Regions from separate parts of the Gossypium arboreum genome. Here region 1 is linked to region 2. The links are chromatin contacts, called in public Hi-C maps. All regions are on one chromosome and are shown on one strand. The core of a region is the stretch at or near the end of the contact, and the rest is flanking DNA. Distances in the headings are between cores, read along the strand shown.

Evidence for each region. A called contact is a pair of places that touch in the nucleus more often than the background predicts.
Region 1: a Hi-C map of leaf shows a contact between it and region 2, with 3 times the contacts expected there. The contact joins the promoter of LOC108450600 here to the promoter of LOC108486467 in region 2. A contact is called at or near these places in 3 of 5 Hi-C or Micro-C datasets (all in leaf).

The regions. Positions count from the first base shown.
Region 1 is chr6:19,198,681-19,203,367 of ASM2569848v2, reverse strand. It overlaps LOC108450600 (BOI-related E3 ubiquitin-protein ligase 1-like), which reads right to left and starts at 2,819. Exons shown (of 3, transcript XM_017748291.2): 1 at 2,529-2,819; 2 at 2,049-2,412; 3 at 1,289-1,946. The coding sequence starts at 2,590. The coding sequence ends at 1,374. It overlaps LOC128294195 (a long non-coding RNA gene), which reads right to left and starts at 533. Exons shown (of 2, transcript XR_008284497.1): 1 at 213-533.
Region 2 is chr6:18,924,112-18,928,331 of ASM2569848v2, reverse strand. LOC108486467 (exocyst complex component EXO84C) reads left to right here and starts at 1,978. Exons shown (of 7, transcript XM_017790529.2): 1 at 1,978-2,255; 2 at 2,787-2,881; 3 at 3,000-4,014. The coding sequence starts at 2,157. It overlaps TRNAK-UUU (transfer RNA lysine (anticodon UUU)), which reads right to left and starts at 1,871; the gene lies at 1,799-1,871.

The DNA of each region.
Region 1 (4,687 bases), core at 1,570-4,069, 270 kb before region 2:
TTTTACTATTACTCCTTGTATTATATGTAAGTTATGCATTTAGTCCAAATTAATGCCTCTATTTTTAGATTTTAAAATTTTAATTTTGACTCAAATAATAATAGTTAAATCCTACATAAATAAAATTTGTTAATCAAAATAGTATCAACAATAATATATAAATACAATTATAATTATTTCTGAATCAAAACAATATAGCCAAGGAACCAAACCTGGAATAGATATAGGACAGCCCCCCTCTCTTAGATAGTTGGATAGAGTTTTATTTCTTATAACTAGAAGTAGCAAGGAAAGCTAAGGCAACCTTTAAGTAAGGTAGTGGATAGTATTAAATACCACTCATTCAAAGGAATAGCTGAGCTGACTAGATTTTTCTTTTTCTTTCTTTCTTTCTCCCTAGTACCAATAATGTAATCATAGAAGGAAAGGCAACTAATACTTGATTGCCGAGAAAATGATAGCTAGCTCTAATTCCTTGGCTGTTGGGGAGTCCCATAATTACATTGCTTGTCTTTCAAAATTCTTTTACACAAAGGGAAATGAAGAAGAGCATCCTAAAAAAAAAAGGTTTATTTTGTGAAATCTTGTGAGGAATTATATCATAAAAATAGACCATTGACAAGTGAATGAAAATATTTACTTCAGATATGTCTCTGCCTTTTTAACTCCTTATAATATAAAAGAAAATCTGGACAAAACCCCAGTAGGTGAAAAAGAAAAAGAATCATTCCATTTCAATTTCAATTTGAGAAGTGAAGTATAAACCAAAATCATGGTTAAATTTTTTTTTATCATTTTTCTCTCCTAAGAGGGCTTTGGATCTTCATTAATTAAGGTTTTATTATTATTATTATTACAATATTGAGGTAGAAGAAAGGGAATTTGAAACCTTGTATCATTTAAGTTCACCAACATTGAAAAAGTTTTCAACTCAGTAGTTAAAGGGGATTAGAAAAAGAAAAAGTTACTAAATTAGATGATTCAAAGATGTTTGGAGTAAAGTGATGGGAGGGGACTAACCCCACTCATTGCCTTTTCCGTGGGGGCAAAGAACAAAGGGCCAATGGCTCTCGTGGGTGGCGACCACCCTTTAATTTCCATACACCAAAAAAGTAAAAAGGAATGGATCGATGAATGACCACCTCCCCTCTAAATTTATAACATATCTAACTTACCCATTCCTTATTTCTTTTTAGATAACATAATTTGACCCAGTAAATGAACAATAAACCTCTAACTTTGACCATTTTTGTTATACAAAATTCATCAAAATAAAACTCTTGATCCATTTGTAGAAATATATTTGCATTTCCTTTTTCTTGATTTTGTTTCACTAAACAACTGTAAGAAAAAGTAAAAAGAAAAGCAAGTGTTCATAACATGTTAACATGAACACTGGCGTTGGTAAGAGAAAGACAAACAGGGCAAGTGCCTACCATGGTGGACCCACACATTGTACAAAGACATAGATGTCTGCATGGCAGCAACAGGACACTTGACTCTTTCTCCCCACACTTTCTGCACTTCCTATTATTGTTCCCAACAACCACCGCCTTATTATTATCCTGCGCCCCACAACTCCCCTGTGCTTGTGGTGGCACCACCTCACGCCACCCTTGGTCGCTGCTGCCACAGCTGGACTCTGCATCATCTGCCAAAGCGGCACCTCCTCTCCCGCTGTCTCCCGCATGTGCCAGGACTTGTTCTAGATTGTTGCGTAGGGAATTGGCCGTCGCTTCGTTTGTTTGTGCCAAGTCTCTCCACAGTTGATTCTCTACGTATAGGCTTTTAACCCGTTCTTGAAGAACCCAATTGAGTTTCCCTATTCTCTGGATTTCTTCATCTTTTTCCTTGAGTTTCTTCATCACACTTTCTTGGATCGCTGTAATCAACATTCTTGACTGCCTCTTTCGTCTCTCTTCAACTTCCAACCTCATTTTTTCTGTCTGTAATTAATATGTAAAACATAGCAATTTTAATTGACCATAAGGAAACAACTGTACTAACAAAAGTTGGTTTTTAAAAATAATAATATTAAAGGAACTTACATGATCAGAAATAAAACGGTCAATATCATGTTGTTGTTGGATCTGGGAGAAGACATCATCATCAACGTCTGAGGAAGCACCAGAAAGGTTGTTGTTTTGAGGGAGCGAATACGAATCAAAGCCATTGGTGAATGAATCTCTAGACCTTTTTCCTGGAGCTGAAACTGGGATACTCATGTTGTAAGTTGTAAGACCGCTATCAGCTTTGTTGGCTGAAATATTTGGATGACAAAGGAGGGGTTGATATAATGGTAAAAGTTGTGAACCTTCATGCATTGAATTTGAATCAATTAAAGGAACACAAGAATCCATCTGGGTATTGTATATTTCCCCAATCCCTTGATTTGATTTAATAAAAACCCTGCTACAACAACCAAAAAAAGAAAGAGATCATGTTAAACAAGGAAAGAAACTTGAGAATAAATTAAACCCATTTTTGAAAAAGAAAGAAAGGAAAGGGATATAGATGTTATCAAGCACCTGTGACTATTGGTGATGAACTGAGAAGAGAAAATATTCAGATGCCGAGCTTCAACTGCCATTGAAGGAACGATAAAGAGAGCCTTTGGATTTCAACAAGGAGAGAACAACGAAAATAGATCAGCATGAAAACACACACACACATATATATATATATATATATATGTATATAAAAGATAATATATAAAATAAATTAAAAGAGAGTCCACAATTAAAACAAGAGATAGGAAAGAGGGAATCAAGTAGTTATTTGTAGTACACAAAATTTTCTTTGCTAATTAGTAAAACATGGAGCGGAAGATTTTGTTCCTTGGATTTGGTTTCCATATAACTTCTTTCTTATCTCTCTTTTTTAACTTTAGGTGGATTTTTCTGTATTTTTATTTTAAAGTTTCTATTTGACTGATTAAAAATATAATCTTAGAAATCTAGGTATTTGATTTATATCTTTGCTTAACAATTTGTCTAAAGTATAAAAATTAAAAAAATCGAACGAGTTTTAGTTCGATTGGTATTGACATTATTATCGATGTAAGAACCATTTAAAAATTGAGAAATAAGTATGAATAGTTCTAGGTATTTTATAAAAATAACATATATTATAAAATCTATAATGAGTTAATGTTAAAAAATAAAAATAAAAAAATATTATCTTTGTTATTTTACCTATCAAATAAACTTAAATTGCATTTTTTTACCAATTTTATTCAACCTTAAGTTTTTTAAGGATAAAATTGATTTCAATTAAATATTAACAAAGATCAGTCATAATAGCTTGGTGAATACAATAGGGATAAGTAGGAGTGTTCAAACGGTTAATCGATAGGTTAATCGAATGGAACTAGTAATCCTTTAACCATTAACCGAACTGAATTTTTTTCAAACAAAAATTAATCAAGCCAAAATATTTCGATTAATTCAGTTGATTAACCAAATTAACCGAAATTTAATTTATTTATTTTGGTTAATTCCATCTCCTCTTTTGCAACAATAGCTAAGGAAACTAGCATTAGAATTTACCTTAATTAAGCTAACATTTGTCCCTTTCCAATTGCATAGTGGCGGACGCCCTTGCTTATCCTTTAAGATTTGCAGTAATAAACTTGCAATGCAGGTTTTTAGCATTCTCAATAATCTTGGCTTCAAAATCTTTAGCATTTATGAAAATAAAGCATTTTTAGAGATCCATAATGACCACAAAAGGAATAAAACTATATTGAACTCTTCTTTTTTAAGTTCCCTCACTACCAATTCGACCCACTCAACTCTACTTGAGAACTCTCCATTACGCATCCTATTCGGGATATCACTTTTCATCATTATCCTCTTAGCAATAGGACATTCTCTTAGTGCGTGCAATGTGTCCTTGACCTCATAGCCACATCTCAAGCAAGAAATGTTTATACCTTGTAAATGAGACTTCAAAGCACAATTGGAACGTAATATGTTGTTGCAAATTTTGCATGAGAAAACTTTAATATTGTTGCCAACATTGGCTCTCCAAATTGATTTCCAAATAAATTTGTGTGGCCCCAAGTTATTCTCCTCTCAAAGTAGATATCAGTATCCACTTCTAATCGGGTAGATTCCATTAGAGTTTTCATTCCAACTAATTTATCTTCAATTTCTAGCCTCATCAATGGAATCTTAAGAATGGATTCCAGTTCTTCGTTTGAAAATTCATCCTTGATGAGATCCTCTTTCCATTGCATTCGTTCACATCAATGAAGGTACATATTTTGGCCTATCGGGAAATGTTGTGGCGTAGAGATAGGACCAATGAGTTCTGTTGCATGGGGACCCATACATCTTTTTTGATGTGTGTGGATTTTCTATTCCCAATTCTTCATTTAGTTCCTGTAACACCCTTACCTGATCAAAGCGCCAAACCTAAGCTATAGGAGGTTACCAAATGAAACTTAAATAACTTTCACATACTTTAACATACATGGTGGATCATGCTAGAGGCTAATAGGTGGCGGGTTGCTCCAATGGATCCATCAACTACACATTGATATTCAGATGGCTAATTGAAGATTATTTTGTGGATACAACTATTGTAAAAAGTAAGGCGGACATCTAATTTGGAACATCTCCTATAGATACTTAAAAATGGCGAACTGTTTCACGGACACTCCACATTACAATAGGTCCCACGA
Region 2 (4,220 bases), core at 729-3,228:
TATGTTCAGAGTAAAAAGTTATGATCCATAGCAACCGATTTTGTTTTTTTTTTTTTTGGTGTGTTGCATGAATTTTTATATAATTTAAATTATATTTTTAACTATAGATTTTTTGATAAAATATATAATTTATTTTAATAATATTACATGTTTCTAAATTTATGATTAATAACTAATTTGTTTATTATGAATCCAAGTTTCTGGTCTTATACTGAACATGAAAACCAATAGGGTAAACTACAACAAAGGTCCATTTTTTCTGATCAAATTATAAATAATTTTAAATTGATTACATAATTAATTGAGATTTTTTCATTAAAGTGACGATAAGTATTTTATGGGAGTTGATATAACAATTAAAAAATTGGTATAATAATAAATTTAACTCTCAACTTTTACATATTTTTATTAATTTAGTTATAATTTAAAAAAAAATCAACTTCATCTCTCTTCTCCTTCCTTGAAAATCAAACTAGCTTCAAATAAAGATCCAATCATTTTAACTCCCGAAGCTAAAAAATGCCAATTGATCAAAAAAAGAAAAAATAAAAAAGCTGAAAAAAATACAAGAAGGCGAAAATAGAAAAGAACCTAAAATGCAGATGAGAAGGGGATGATAGTCTGGCTTAGCAAAAGCATATATCAACTCTCAATCTATATTTTTTCTGCCATTTTTATTTAATTTATTTTTTATTCTTCTGAAATGCATCAAAATCAGGGAAACAGTAGACCACTGAGGCTTCTAATTCTTCTCTCTAATCATTAAGAAAGAAACATGTGTTTTTATATGGTGTATGTTTCGACTAGAGCTGATCATGGGCCGGGCGGCCCGGCTCGGCTCGAAGGCCCGCTCGAAAAATGGGAGAGTTTGGGTAAAAATATAAGCCCGAAAAATGGGCTTGGGCAAAAAAACGAGGTCCGTTTAGAAAACGAGCAGGGCTTCGGGTAAGAGTTTTTTGGCCCCGGGCCCGACCCGGCCCGGCCCGGCCCGAATTATATATTAATATATATATTTTTTATTTTTTAAAATTATTTTAAATTTTTAATATAACTATTTTTTATTATATTGTTAATTTGTGTATTATTTTAAGAATTGTTTTAGTATTATTTTTATTTGTTTTAATATTTGTTTTTATGTTTTTAAATATATTTGATTTATTATATTTTTAAATTTTTTTATTTAATAAAATAAGAAAAAAAATAATATGGGCCGGGCCGGGCTCGGGCTTAGTAATTTTATTTCGGGTAGGGCTTGGACAAAATTTTAGGCCCATATTTTGGGCCAGGCCGAGCTCGGACCTAAAATTTTATCTTGGCCCCGCCCCGCCCGGCCCATGATCACCTCTAGTTTCGACCGTATGCCTTCTTTGTGAGCTTGAATGCTGTTGATAGACTCGTAAAAGTTACTGATAGGCGGTAACAGTCTAAGCATACTACGGTAAAGACAAGAAAGAGGAGCAATGGCAATAGAGGAAAGATGAAGAAGGGTTGAGGATTATTATTTTTTAAAATATGATTAAATTAATATAAAATATAAAAATATGAAAGATTAAATTTATTATTATATTAATTTTTAATTGACAAGTCAATTTTAATTGTATTTAACCGAAATGAATCAAAATACAATAGTAATTAATTAATCGAGTGGTCAAAAAAGAAATAAACCTATAGTTGAGTGACTTACAGCCGTAGTTACCCAAAAAGAAAATCATGCTACGGTGAAGGAATTTACCGGGGACAAGCAGTGATGATGACGGAGTAAAGGAAAACTGAAAAATTATAGGAATTATGAGTTTTTCGCCGTCTGTGGGAATCGAACCCACGACCACGTGGTTAAAAGCCACGCGCTCTACCGGCTGAGCTAAGACGGCTGTCTGACTACAGAGCTAATTTACCTTTCTTAATGTATATTATTTTCAAAGAATAAAAGTTAATTTGATATCCGATATAAATAAAATATAGATAGAAAAGTAAAGAGGTTAAAGACTAAACATGTTGGAAAGTGGCAGCAAAAGGCAACAGCATATTAACATGTTGCTTTTTGCAGTTTGGTCCTTAGTCAGCCCTCCCTCCTCGCGATAAACGATATGATGCTACTTCTCAAACTCTCTCATTAAAACCAATAATTCACAGTATCTGTTTTACTCTTTGATTGAATGATGGAGAGCAGTGAAGAAGATGATGACTTCCCTTCCATTGAGAGCATCACTCCCCAGTCCAAGATTGATTCTGTTCACCAATCCCATACTGAAAAGGTCTTCTTTTTGTTTGATTGTTTCCCACTCTTTGTTAAAATGTTTTTGCATTTTAGATCTTGGATTCAAACTTCTCGGTTTTCTTCTGCTTTGTTCCCCATTTCCCTACCTCGACTTTCTCTTTTACTGTGGATTTCTTTACTTTAATTTGGGTTCTAGTCAAATTTCTGGGAAAAATTATAGCTTGGTTTTCTTTGTTTTTCTATCTTGGAAGTAAGAAAGAAAGGTATTCCCAGGGATTTCGTTGCTTGGGATTCTTCGCACTCAGTGGAATATATCAAAATCACTTATTTATTTGATGGCGTAGTAAAAATGGATAATTTATCTCTGTATTATTTTATATGCTTTATTGATTAAACTCTGGGAAAATGGGGAACAAATATGAAAAAACAAACAAACTATTTTTCCCTTGTTTTTCCTGCCCCTAGTTCGTCCTTTTACAAGCATGCATGCATTTACCTGTTTTCAGCCATGATTTCCTGATTTGACGCATATTCTTTATATGTAATTTTGGACATTTTGGTAATGCAGGGGATCAGAAAACTTTGCTGTGAGCTTTTGGATTTGAAAGATGCTGTGGAAAACTTATGTGGGAATAGGCGCACAAAATACTCGGCTTTCTTGAGGTCAAATAAAACTGTTCCTATTTACCTTTTTATGATAAATGAAAATCAAGTTGAAAAGTTTCTAAATATTGTTTTATTTATTTCGGTTGAGTAAGTTTGATTGTAATGGTAATTGTAGAATGTCTGAAGAAGTTGTTGAAATGGAGCACGAGTTGGTTGAGCTACGAAAGCATATCTCTTCTCAAGGGATTATTGTGCAGGATCTAATGACCGGGGTGTGTCGTGAACTGGAAGAGTGGAACCAGGAAAATGCTGATACTAATGACCCACCACTAGACCCTAAGGTCGATGATGTTCAGGAAGAAATGGATGATCCCAAGAAAAAATTCCTGGAGAAAATCGATGTTCTTTTGGCTGAACATAAAGTTGAAGAAGCACTGGAGGCTTTAGAGGCTGAAGAGAGAAATTTCTCTGGAGATTCTTCAACTGAATCATCTTCCTACAAGTCTTCATTTCTAGAAAGGAAGGCAATGCTTGAGGATCAGCTTACTGAGATTGCTGAACTACCTGCAGTTAGTGCTAATGAACTAAAGAAGGCGTTATCTGGTTTAATTAAGCTTGGGAAAGGTCCTTCAGCACAATTATTACTTCTGAAGTCTCGTGGTTCCCGCCTGCAGAAAAACATTGAGGTTTTTCTTCCTTCATGTTCTGTCTGTCCAAAGACATTTCCTGCCGCACTGTCTAGGCTTGTCTTTTCTATGATCTCATTGACAACAAGAGAATCTGGTTTGATATTTGGCGACAATCCTGTCTATACCAATAGAGTTGTTCAGTGGGCAGAGTGGGAAATTGAATTTTTTGTACGTTTGGTGAAGGAAAATGCACCACCTTCAGAGACAATTTCTGCACTACGTGCAGCTAGCATTTGTGTTCAGGACAGCCTTAACTACTGCTTATTGCTGGAATCACAAGGGTTGAAACTCTCGAAGTTGCTTCTGGTGCTCTTGCGTCCGTATCTTGAGGAAGTTCTGGAGTTGAATTTTAGGAGGGCTAGAAAGGCTGTTTTTGACTCCATGGAAGTTGATGAGAACTTGCCTCTGTCACCTCACTTCGTGTCTGCTGTGTCGGCTTTTGCCACATCTTCAAACAGCGTGCTAGTAGACAGTGGAATGAAATTTTTGTATATTATTTCAGTAAGTTGGTCCTTTTTCCTTGTTTGAAATTATTTATTTTGCTCTTTGCACCTCTAACACCATAAATGCCCTAATTCATTTAAAAGTTTTAAGAAACTAGGTACTATGACCGAAAAGTGATACTCTTCTAGTGATAGATGTTGAAAAATAGGGAAAATGTTTGTAGAATATGATTGAATTTAGGATTTTGAAGAAGTGATCTGTAG